Linked DNA regions of Zea mays: region 1 is linked to region 2. Evidence: chromatin contacts called from public Hi-C data. All regions are on one chromosome and are shown on one strand. Each heading gives the region's core, a stretch centred on a gene start, on an enhancer-like site or on the middle of the called end of the contact. The rest is flanking DNA. Distances are from core to core; before and after follow the strand shown.

The links. Hi-C and Micro-C count contacts between places; a contact is called where the count stands out from the background.
Region 1: a contact with region 2 is called in a Hi-C map of bundle sheath, with 2.2 times the contacts expected there. The contact joins the promoter of LOC100281767 here to the promoter of LOC100275508 in region 2. A contact is called at or near these places in 8 of 25 Hi-C or Micro-C datasets (bundle sheath, ear, endosperm and 4 more).

The regions. Positions count from the first base shown.
Region 1 is chr1:9,050,927-9,057,209 of Zm-B73-REFERENCE-NAM-5.0, forward strand. It overlaps LOC100281767, which reads left to right and starts at 4,447. Exons shown (of 3, transcript NM_001154687.2): 1 at 4,447-5,269; 2 at 5,846-6,167; 3 at 6,269-6,283. The coding sequence starts at 4,665. LOC100192783 (60S ribosomal protein L21-like) reads left to right here. Exons shown (of 2, transcript NM_001137977.2): 2 at 1-345. The coding sequence ends at 11.
Region 2 is chr1:8,609,609-8,615,310 of Zm-B73-REFERENCE-NAM-5.0, forward strand. It overlaps LOC100275508, which reads left to right and starts at 1,991. Exons shown (of 1, transcript NM_001374291.1): 1 at 1,991-3,038. The coding sequence starts at 2,085. The coding sequence ends at 2,870. LOC103631693 reads right to left here. Exons shown (of 5, transcript XM_008652637.4): 2 at 4,820-5,524; 3 at 4,524-4,694; 4 at 4,314-4,439; 5 at 3,659-4,045. The coding sequence ends at 3,935.

The DNA.
Region 1 (6,283 bases), core at 3,197-5,696, 440 kb after region 2:
GGGGTTACTAGAGAGAATTATGTATCTTGAGCAGTTCAAGCGAGCTGGCATAAATACCTATCTGAATCTTTTTGACAACTGTCTAGTTCTTTTGTTCTAGAAGGGCAGGCATGGTACATTGGTGATATTTGTCTCAGGCATTCGAACCAGACTCCACATTTCTAGGGGCGGTTTGTCCCTTCTTGAGTATCGTCTTGAGAGCCTCGTGCACTGGGTCGGCCTCTCTGGTTCTTTTTGTTCTGGTGTTATAAACCTATGTGGCTATTGCTAGTTAATGCTAAAGATTTTGCCATCGTTTATTGTAACCTTTTATGTGGATTGTATTGTCTAAATTTTCTTTAGTCTTATAGCTTGTTTGTTTGGATCATATGCATTGAAACCAATATATAAGAATTGCTTTACATTTTATTATTAGATTATTTTCTAATTCCTCTTAATTCCTTATAACCAAATTAGGGTCTTAATAAAATCACTTTTGAAAAGGTATGTCTTCAATATTTCTAATTTTTTGAAAATTCTTTAATAACATGATATTTGTATGTATATATATGCTGTATAAATTTTTAGATCTAATGGGGAAAAAATGCGGTGGGAATGGTATGCCATAAGTAGGTCATTGTGCAAACAAGATTAAAAAAATAAAACATGATGATTTATGTCCATACTTATAAAAACGCTATGAATTGTTGTGCAATCAAGTTTTTCATAAAGTCAAGATATTAAAATTCATAAAAATTCTCAATAAATTTATAAAACTTATAGATGTATAAAAAATTAAAATTATAATCTAATCTACGTTAAGATATATAAAAATAGATTTTTTTCAAGAAAAAATTCTATCATTTTAATCCTTCATGTTAGATATATTTTTCCTTTATATATATATATATATATATATATATATATATATATATATATATATATATATATGACAATTTAAAATTTAAAATTGATATATTGGCAGATAAAATAATAAAATACATCTATAAATGTTTTAATAAATTTTTATGATTTTTTGTAGTTTGATTACACCACGATTGAACGGGAAGCTTGATTACATGACCATTTTTTTGCAAACTTGGTTGTGGATTCTCTCTTTCTAAAACTAGAGGTTCATAAGTTTGGATGCTCTCAGTCTCTTTCTGAAAGTATCGATTCTTAAGTTTAACTCTGTATGTTATTTGTAGATCACACTTGTTTTTTGTTTGAAAAGTTAACTGTTGGTGTAAAGTTCACACAATCATCTAGTAGATGACCCACTTGATTTTGTATTTCATGTCCGAAACAATACATGTTAGCTGTATTACTCATATAAGACAACCTCTAAGAGAAAAAAAAGTCATAACTAAGTTTGGAGAGCAATAGTATGGTTTGTGAGTTATAGTGAAAGCACTAGAATAAGTACAAGCGCTGTTTTAATCAGCAACGGCCACGCAAATTTTAACCCTTAGTTTCTCCTAAAATACATATCGTTTGCCGATGGATTAGTATCGTCCATAGACCTGCTAAATACAAAATGTGCTGATGTAGTTTTTTCTTCTGTTCTGTCATGAACTATTTGGATAGCTGTTAGTCAAAGTTTGTAAAAAAAAAAACCGTCTTCTCTTAATTTGTACAAATACGTTGGGACAGAAACGGTAGCTTGAGAAAGCTGAAAGCGTAGCCCCCCTTGATTTCGGTTCAAACGAAAGCAACAGCCGCTACGAAACTAGCAGGGGGTGACGTAAAAGCTTTAAATATCGTACGTACACCTGGAAGTAGGGATTGTTTTCTTAGCCGGCGCGGTGAAGCCCTAAAATCTCAGCCTCAAACAGACAACTTTTTTTGTGTGTGTGTTGGTGTCGTTGAAGATTTGTTGAAATCCATTTGAGATCGGGGGGCGCGACGGCACCAGGCCAGGTGGACGGCAGCGAATGGATATTTTCCGGCGGGTTGGTCTCGCGGGGCCTCCCACGTACTCGCGCGCAAAAAAAGAGGCGGCGAGGACGGCAGATCTGGCCCGGAGCGCTGGACGAACGCGGTCCTTTTGGCTCCACTTGCTGTTTGACTGTTTCCAGAGACCAGAGGCGTAGGCTGGTCGCATTTGCATCGTGCATTTTGCTAGGAGACTGGAGAGCCACACACACCGAACGCTATCCACCGCCGCCGCCTCCTTCTACTGGTAGCCAAAAATTACACAAAAAAAAGAGGAGAGAGAGAGAGAGCAAGAAAGAGAATGGAAAGTCGACGGAAGTGTCTGGAACTGCCGCTGGAGGACCACGAGCCATGGCTGGTTGCAGGACGAACTTATCTATTGTCACGTGAACTTCCTGCTCCCGCATTCACGATTTGTCACCGGGCTCTCTGTCTGTTTGTAAAAAAAGGAAGAAGAAGAAAAGAACAATCGGTCTATGGATTTGGTTCGCGTGGATACGAATAGTCCCGGCGTTGGCGCAGCCATGGGTGGTGTGAGTGTGAGTGCGACACGCCGCGTGAGAAAGAGAACTCCAAGAGCGATTGGCGTGCCGGCCAGCGCCGACTAGCTCTAGCGACAATGCTCCATTTCCCGTGACCCCAAGCACGCAGTCGCCAAGAGAAAACTCTATCGGTCTCTGTTCTATTTGGGTTGTTTCGTACGTACGCGTACGCGTTACTACTTTGTATTGAAGTTTGTGCGGTAATTCTTAATGAGAATGGCCTGAGAGTACACTTGCTAATATAGCATTAGCTAGGTTCAAGGCAGATTCAAAGTCTGGTCAGTTGCTTTCTGTTACTCACTCCATCTAGTTTTTGAGAATGAAGTCGTTTTTTTCTACGTTTGAGAAGTAACACAGAGCCATTCAATTTTTTTGTTTGTTTTAAGATTAGGATAGAATGGAGCCACTCCGTTCTTTGTTTGGTTGCAGAGGCATATATGAGTGTAGAGGATATGATAAGAGAAAGAGGAGAGCGCTCACATCCGACATACTATTTACGATAAATTGTCATAGAGACTCTATGAGCCACTTCACTTTTTTTTTTATTAGAAACCAAACATCCACAAAATTCACTTCTCAACCAAACCCACCATTAGTCCGTACTAGATCTTAATCTAGACCAAGTGCAAACGTATGCACCGCCTTAATTCCGGTGGTTCTTTTCTCATTTGTTGCGTGATTTTAATTGTGGACGGTTTTATGTAAAGTATTCGTTTGTTTATTTTTAAGCTAAAACACGATAAATACAAAAGAGCGCAGAGAGTGTTCAAGGTTCTGTTTGGTTGCCTTAGTCACTAGAAATTTAGTCGCTAAAATATACCGTTTGGTTTCAGTAACTAAATCGGACTAAAGAGCATTAATTGCTGTGAATAATGACTATTTTACCCCTATTAATTAATAGATCTTTGCTATAAGAAGAAAGTGGAGAGGACAAATAATGTAAAAATACTACTTTAGTCCCTTTTAGTCACCCCCTTAGTGACTAAAGAACTAAAGTTTAGTCACCCCACTTTAGTCACCAAGTTTGATTCTTAGAGATTAAAAGTGACTAAACTTTAGTCACCCCAAACCAAACGAGGCCTAAGAGCAACTCTAATAGTTATATAAATTTTAGCTCTATTAATCACATATTTAAGAAGTTCATAAATAACTTTGGGAGTAAATAAATGTGAGTTCTCCAATAATTCTCTAAATATATGTTGTAGTTTTGTTTTGTATATATCCACATTAAAAAATAAGTCACAAATATCAGCAATTATCTTCATTACCTACATAATGCTGTCAACATTTTTGTTTAGAGAGTTGCTAAATGGTTGCCAAATGTAGAGAGGAAATGAGGTTAGATGAGAAGTTGCTAAATTTAGAAGTTAATTTAGAGAACTATTGGAAATAAGTTTTATGTTAGCTACCTAAATTATTGATTTAAGAAGTATTTTAGAGAACCAATGGAATTGCTCTAAGATGGTTTTCACCAGAGGAATTGTAGGAGTAAAAAAATGAAATAGCGTGACAATGATGACCACGCACGCAAACGTAGTCACGGAAAACACCGAGTTTTCGACCAATTTTAGAGCTCCGCGGCATCTCAAGCGCACGGAGTACACAGCACTAGGAGTGTGTGGGTCACACACACACAGCCAGCACCGTCCAAACTCCAAACCGTACCATGTCCTGTCAAGGACTTAAGGGGGACACGCGTCGCGCATCCAGCAACCCTATCTCCATGCTGGACCGCGACGTGGCCCAGCGCGCCGTCCCCTCCAGAACACGTCGCCGTCCACCCACGACGCTTCGAGGCCGGTTCACGCGTCCGCGGGAGCCCCGCCCGCCCATGTCCCCCATCCATATTTTCTGCTGCCTCTCCGGCCTCCGCTCGCCCCCACCTCCCGCCACCGCCTCACGTTCCATTCACCGGCGCACCGCGCGCCACGTCGCGCGGGCGCCCGTGTCCGCCAGCCCTATTTAACCCCGCGGCACGGGGCTCCCCTTCGCTTCCCCCGTAATAATAACCGAATCCCCAGACCAAATCGCCGTCGCCGTCGCCGTCGCATCGCAGCAGCGGGAGTCCCAGGGTCCCGGACCGAATCCATTTCCAGACACCCAAGGCCAAGATCCATCGCTCGTTCCAACCAGCCTTCTTCTTCTTCTGCTTGGTCGTCTGATCTCGTTTTCCATTCGTGTCCAATCCGATCCAGCCAACCGCTGTGAATGATGGCGCTCAACCTGTCCCACCAGACCGGCGCGGCCGTGGCGGCGGCACCGGCGGCGCCACGCGCGGCCGTCGTCGCGGCGGCGGCCACGGCGCCACGCTCGGCCGTCGTCGCCGCGGCGGCCACCGTGGCGCCGCCGCCCGCGTCGGCGCCCGCCCCCGCTCCGGCGCTCCAGCTGCAGACGATGACGGTGGACCCGGCCCCCGCGCAGGCGCCCGACGCGGTGAAGCCGGACCTCGCCATGGCGTGCCAGGCGCTGGTGGAGGCCGCGCCCGAGGCGGAGCACGCCGACGTGGCCGCCGAGCTCCGGAGCAGGGCCGGGGTGCCCGTCTTCGTCATGATGCCGCTCGACACCGTGCGCAAGGACGGCAACTCGCTCAACCGGCGCAAGGCCGTGGAGGCCAGCCTGGCGGCGCTCAAGAGCGCCGGGGTGGAGGGCATCATGGTGGACGTCTGGTGGGGCATCGCCGAGGCCGACGGGCCCGGGCAGTACAACTTCAACGGGTACATGGAGCTCATGGAGATGGCCAAGAAGACCGGGCTCAAGGTCCAGGCCGTCATGTCCTTCCACCAGTGCGGCGGCAACGTCGGTGATTCAGTCACGTACGTGTCTTCGTCGTCTCTTTCTCTAGCACTTTCTGGCTTCACCATCACCAGTGCATTCTTTCGATTAAACGTAAATTACCTGACGTTAGTTTTTAGAGTACTTGTTTAACCGTATGTGGATTACACGAAACGAAATGCACATAGAAGATCAGTACTACAATCAGAAGCCGCATGTTGGTATCTGATTCTGAGCTGGAGCTGATCTGATCTTCAGAAAAGTTCTGACGCCTTCACGGTTTTTTAGCTGAACTGAATAAAACGCTTCCACTAGACACAGTAGTTGATGTGGACTCGAACGCAAGGTCCCCGTGACTTGAGCCACGGAGAAGCACAAGTTCACCATCCGCCACCCTGCATATATAGCGTACTGAAGAAGAAAAAAGTCGATCCTTTTTCTCCTTACAGACAGTGGCGCTTCCCTCTTCCTGCCGACTCGGCATGTGATCTGCTCACGAGATCCGTGAGCAGAAAGTTTAGGCTCCAGCAGAACCCATAATCCTGAATTCCTGACGAAGATATGTTATCCTTTTTGGTTTCCTGCCACGTGATCCTGCATGCTTTGGTTGTTTGCAGCATACCACTTCCGGGATGGGTCTTGGAGGAGATGGACAAGGACCAGGACCTGGCCTACACGGACCGGAGCGGCCGCCGGAACTACGAGTACGTCTCCCTGGGCTGCGACGCGATGCCCGTGCTCAAGGGCCGCACCCCCATCCAGTGCTACGCCGACTTCATGCGCGCCTTCCGCGACCACTTCGCCACCTTCATGGGCAACACCATCGTGGAGATCCAGGTCGGCATGGGCCCTGCCGGCGAGCTGCGCTACCCGTCCTACCCGGAGAGCGACGGCACCTGGTCGTTCCCTGGCATCGGCGAGTTCCAGTGCTACGACAGGGTAATGCATGCCTTGCCTGCGTGCTCGTTCATCTTTTCTCTCCGATCCCCTTGTACTATGATCTCAAGAGCTTTCTGGATCCATGTTTGCGCGTGTTGCAGTTCATGCTGAGTAGC
Region 2 (5,702 bases), core at 741-3,240:
CATGCCATGTATATTAATTATTACACGTACGAATTCAAGCTTCGGAAGCGAGAGACGCCAGCACGACAAATGAGCGAGCCATGATTTCGCCGACAAACCGTCGCATCACGGCCTGATACCTGACTTGCTTGCGGCGTTTTGCCTGCCTGCTTGCTGGTCAGTGGTCACCTGCTGCGGCCGCAGCGACAGTGTCTCCACCCTTCCCTTCCACCGGTCAAGCGGAACGCATGGACGCCAACTAACCGAGCAAAGAAAGCTCCCCCGGCAGGGACGAAAGCTCTTGGGCGTCCACCGTCGCCGTCAGCGTTTTATTATCAGTGTTTATTCCTGCTGATGATGACAAAGAGTCACACACAGACACTCTTCTTATCTGCGCTCCGTCATCATCGCTGTTCTGTTCTCCCTTGCATTCATATTATCAGAGAGAAGAAGAGGTTGGTCAAGCACACAAGTGCGCCGGGAGAAGTTATCTATCTGTTTCGTGTGTCTGTTGACTTGACTCCTTGCGCGCCGCAGCTTTATTAGTGCAGGTGCTAATAAGATACTACTACTACTACTAGCATATTAATCACTGCCAACTGACAGTACTAGCATATGGATCAGCATGCATGCTTTATCACAGTCACAGGCATCCGTATCACATGCATGCACAGTGAGTGTCAATTCGTCGTCGCTGGCGTACCAACGTACACTCTGCATGTCCGGCGCTGCACTGCAAGTTCGAAAGCGGCTCGGCTTTTGCGAGCACGGCGAGCCGCCGCTGACCTGCGGTTGCACTAGAGCTTGGAGCGGTTGTGTACCAAGTACGTTGCGTACCAGCAGTGTCAGCGTTAGGTACCGCGCCGCCCTTTCCGGGAGGGTCGCTTCGCTTGCCCCGGCCGCTCCACGCCTCTACGCAACCGAGTTCACCGTGGTGCATGACCTGCCATGCGTTTTCTGATCGACGGGAGTTTCCTTGTCTCCCCGGAAGGAAGGCAACGCAACCTTGATTTAGTTTCTCATCAAGAGCTGCTGCCCGCCATGTTCTCTAGCGACTGGTTTCTTGTGACCGGAATCATTTGAGCTAGGACTGCTCGCTATGAATTGATCATGGACGACGGAGAGACGGACACGGACATTTGGGGAGACGTACGTACACGTGGACGGGCCCCCGTTCATGGTGCCCTGCACTGCAGTTAGCACGACGCTTTCCTCAACGTCCCTCTCTGCACTTTGTTAGAGGGAAGCGAATGGCTTTATGGCTCCTCATCACCTGGCTGTCTGCTTTCACCGAACAAGAGTAAAGCAAGCATCTCGATCGTCGTGTTGTGTCTGTCATTTGCACCGGTTTCTTGTCCTTGTCCTTGCACGCCCTGGTCCCTCCAGGGCAAATTCGCCCAACATGAGTTCTGCTGGTTTAGCAGCCCAACAGCACCACGGCAAGAATTGAAGCCCACGGACGTCGTCTAGTCCGAGTGGAGGGACGGAGTGGGCCGACCCCGCCCGACGGTTTTTCATGGGCTACCTGCACCAAAATTCTGCCGGGTTCGGCTCGGTGGTCCGGGGCCCTCCCCGCGTCTATCCACTGCAGTCGGCACAACGAGGATAGATAGGTACTCGATCGACGAGGCGTCGGCCTTCACCATCGCGTGAACGTGAGTCCAAGCCTCGCGTCCAACTCAGGAAAATAGCCAGAATCAAGAGCGAGGCGAGACTCCAGAGGATAGGTCGAGTGGTGTCTGGAAGCAGCCAGACATGGTCCTGTTCCTGTACATCCAAAAAGTAAAAAATCGTGCTTGCTTGCTCTTGAGCTGCGGCCTCCGTGCCATCTATAATCCCTGCTCGTGGAATCGGCACCCCTGGCCGAGCCGGCCGAAAAATTCTGCCACCACCAAGCCTCCCCTCGGGGCACCGCCGCACGCCCCTCACCCCCAAGCCCCCAACGCGCGATGGCGGCCGCGTCCACGTCACGCCTCGCCATCCAAATCCGTGTCCCTTTCGTTCCTTGGCCTTTTCCGTTTCCACCCCGCCTCGCTACCTTGGCGGTTTCCACCCGCACCCGGCTCGCCTCCTATGGCCTTTGCCTCCCCACGCGGCCCGCCGGCATGCCTCCTCTCGCCGAGCACGAGCTCGCGGCCGCGGCCGCCACCTCCGCGCTCGGCGTAGCCTTCGGGGTGCGCCTGCTCGTCGCCCTCTCCCGCTCCCGCGCGCTCAAGCCGCTGGCGGCCGCCACGTCCGCCGCCGCCGCCGCGCTCCGGACGCCGCGGGCGCTCGCCACCGCCTCCTCCCCTGTCGCCGCCATCCTAGCCGCGTCCAAGGCCGCCTCCAAGTCGTACAAGGCGGCACGCACGCTCGGCCCCGCCGCCGCGCGCCTCCCCTCGCTCCCCTCCTCCAAGCGCCTCAAGGCCGCGCTCGCCGCCGCCTCGCTCCTCCGCCTCGCCGCCGCCGCGCCGGCGGGCCTCCACGCCGCGTCGCCCGCGGGCGTCGCCGTGCTCGCCGTCCTCAAGTCCAGCTACAAGCTCTCCAAGAACACCTCCAAGGTCGTCGAGGGCTTCCTCGGCCTCCAGCTGCACAAGGGCTTCAGGAACGGGATCGACGCGCTCGGGGTGGTCGTCAAGGTCGCCGTCATTGTCTCTGAGGTCGCCGTCTGGGTCGGGGCCCGATTCTGGGGTTATGGGCGCGCTCGCTGCGTCATGTTCCTCGGCTTCACCAGACCCACTGGCTTAGTCCTGCTTGGCTGTAGCAAATCTGAGCCCCAGGTTGCACTATTCGATCCGGTTATAGTTGGGATGGATGCTCAGGGGTGCGAATTGGAGGAGCGAGGGCTCTCAGAATTGTTCTCTCTTGCTGTGCCAGTGCCCCAGGCCACAACATTAATGACTATGAGTTAGCCTTACCACATAGCTGTTTGTACATTTGCTTCTATCAGATGATTTTTTGATCCACTGCGTGCAACTATATTCTTGTATAATCAACAAGTGTGGGTGAACAAACTGTACAGCAATTGAAGGATCCAAATGCATTGACTTAAACGATAAAATCTTGTCTGGCAGAGCAAATTCTGGCATGGAATTTCCACTTCCCTACAATGTTGGTTTGAGTAACCGCTGTTTGTAAGTTTGACCACTGATTGCAGCTTAGCCGTAATGGAGATTTGTAATGTGGTAGTACTGCTAGAGCTTTACATTGCCTAAGACAGTAGTGTGTCTTTCACCTTGGCTACTTATTAAATGGCACAGGCAGTGCTTATACTTGAGGAAAACATTTTAGTTGATTAATATTTTAATCTTTGCCCTAGCTCAACTGTGGATACACTACTCTATGAGCCTGTAGCTTGTTCTTGGACAACTCCACTAAAACAGAAAATGAACATAATTGGATTTCTACAATTGCATGGGCCTATGAATTATCAGCAAGACCATGAACCTTACTGAGCTCTTGAGTATAGTTTTAAACATTTTTGCTACGGTTATTCATTGTTCATTGTTGGTTCTGACTCTTGATCTTTCTGCACATAGGGGCACAGGCTACAAGGCACCTAGGTGACATTCCAATATATTAACTTTACTTATTACTGTGCTCTGTAACCATGTTATTATGATTATGTTGATGTATCGTTGCTATCCTTGGAATTTGCTGAGCAGGCCAAATCTAGACTCTGTGACAAAGAAATATTGAAGAGATCCTCAGAACTTTTATTTCTATAAATGGCATAGTTATATACACAAACCACTCTTCTGGAGACTAACTACCACATTCACTTGTGACAATGGTAAACAAGTGAGCAGATTCACACATACATTAAATCTACATTAGCTGAACTAAGTTCTCGACCTGAAATTGAGCTTCTAATGCTGTAAGTTTATTTTAAAGGAAATGAAAAAAAACTGTGCTCAATGTTGCACAACTTGAATTAAGACACTGGGTCTTAGTTTGTGTGGTTGAGACTTGAGAATCACATCCATGATTCGATGGTGCATTTATACTTGTAGTTGTAGGAATTTAATTCACTTAGATGCGCAAGAATGTCAGATGTGTCCAGCATGGCTTCTTCTTTCATATGGTCCTGAAAAAGGTAAGAGTTCTTGTTAACTACGCATAGAAATATGTCAGGCTTTTGTTTAATAACAATGAAAATACATAAGAACATTCATGTTTTCCATCATTGTAATGGGGCAGGGACTTAAAATCATGGCCTAATTTTTTCATCTATTACAATCTTACGATTTGTCTCCATATGCATCAAGTTACATTCCCGTAACATTTAATATCGCCATATCTTCTAGTTATGCCAGACTGTTTGATAAGATTGTGTAGTTTAATTAAAAACTTACAGTTTGTTCATAATGTCCATAATTCAGGGAGCCTGATTGCGCTGCTGCTTCACAGAGCTCATCATTCTTCGCGAACCTTCCCCGGACACGGGGCCTGCTATCTGCCAAGGTTTTTCTGCATGCGTACTGCATTTTGTTGTAGGTCAAGCACAACTAAATTGGTAAGATGTCCATGCACAAGTAATGCTCTACTGAAATGCTCAATGGTACCTTTATTTTTTTGTTGAAATTTCTCTCGTTCCGTTTCTTTCTATACCTATGGATCTTTTCCTTCTTCTCTTCGGGTGACAAGCGGACAACCTTGAATGTGGAGTCTTCCAATCCTGATAGTTCTGGGTTCCCATTGCATCCGTTTACCAGGTGCTGATCATTTCCTCCTACCTGTTTGGTTAATATAATTCGTTCTGTGTAAGAATCGGAAATTCTAGGCATGGTCAACCGGTAACTTGACCTGTGCTTTTGTTTGGCATCATTGTGGATGGTGTACCTAAGCTTTTGAATGTTACCTGCATCTCTGCATTAGTATTAAATGCCCCTTTCATGGAATCTGTGTCGTCATATGTTGTTGTCAGTCCTTCACCCTCCATCATCTTCTGGTACTCGCCAATCATCACCAGACCATTGCTGCTGGCACTGTTGAAGAACCCCTGCTGTGATGCTTCTGCATCGCAGCCTGGAAGAATTGCTCCAGTTTGCGGATGATACATGGCTCCATCCAGACCCATGAACCCTTCAGCTAACGCCGCTGTGAAGCACTCATCGTAGTCCGAAGTGAGTGGCATCAAGGCGGATGCACTGCTGTTCATCTGCATCGGAAGCATCTGTTCAGCTAAGGTATCCGGAAGCCCCATCTGGTTGAATTGCCCTATGCTGGCCTCATCGGTGGCGGTTGGGTAGTATGCTACTTCTGAAAGGCCATTGATCTGCGGAAGGTCCCCGGTGTCAAGGCCGTGGTGTTGCTCTTGCTCAAGGAGGGCCGTGAGAGTGGCGTCCAAGGATGGCAATGGGGAGTAGGCCGTGGCACCAGCAGCAGCCGGAGCGTCGTCGCTGTAGCCGCAGATAGGAGGGGTGGTAGTGGTAGACGAAGAAACATCGTCATCGGTGGCATGAAATGGACCGGAGGCGGTAGTCGCCGCTTCGAAGAGGTCGTCACCAAGGCCGCCATCGTAGAAGTTGAGAATATGAGCAGCTATGGGGCTTGAAATTTCCTCCTGTAGAATTTCAGAGCGTGACCAAATATGTGAGTCGTTTTATTTTGTTAAATGACTGTTTATTCTAATAACTGAATTACATCTTTATAGGAAGTTCAATCCCTCCCAGTGGAAATAACTGCAAACTCGTCGTGAGAGTAGTGAATATTTCGTTTCAAAAAAAAGAGAGTAGTGAATA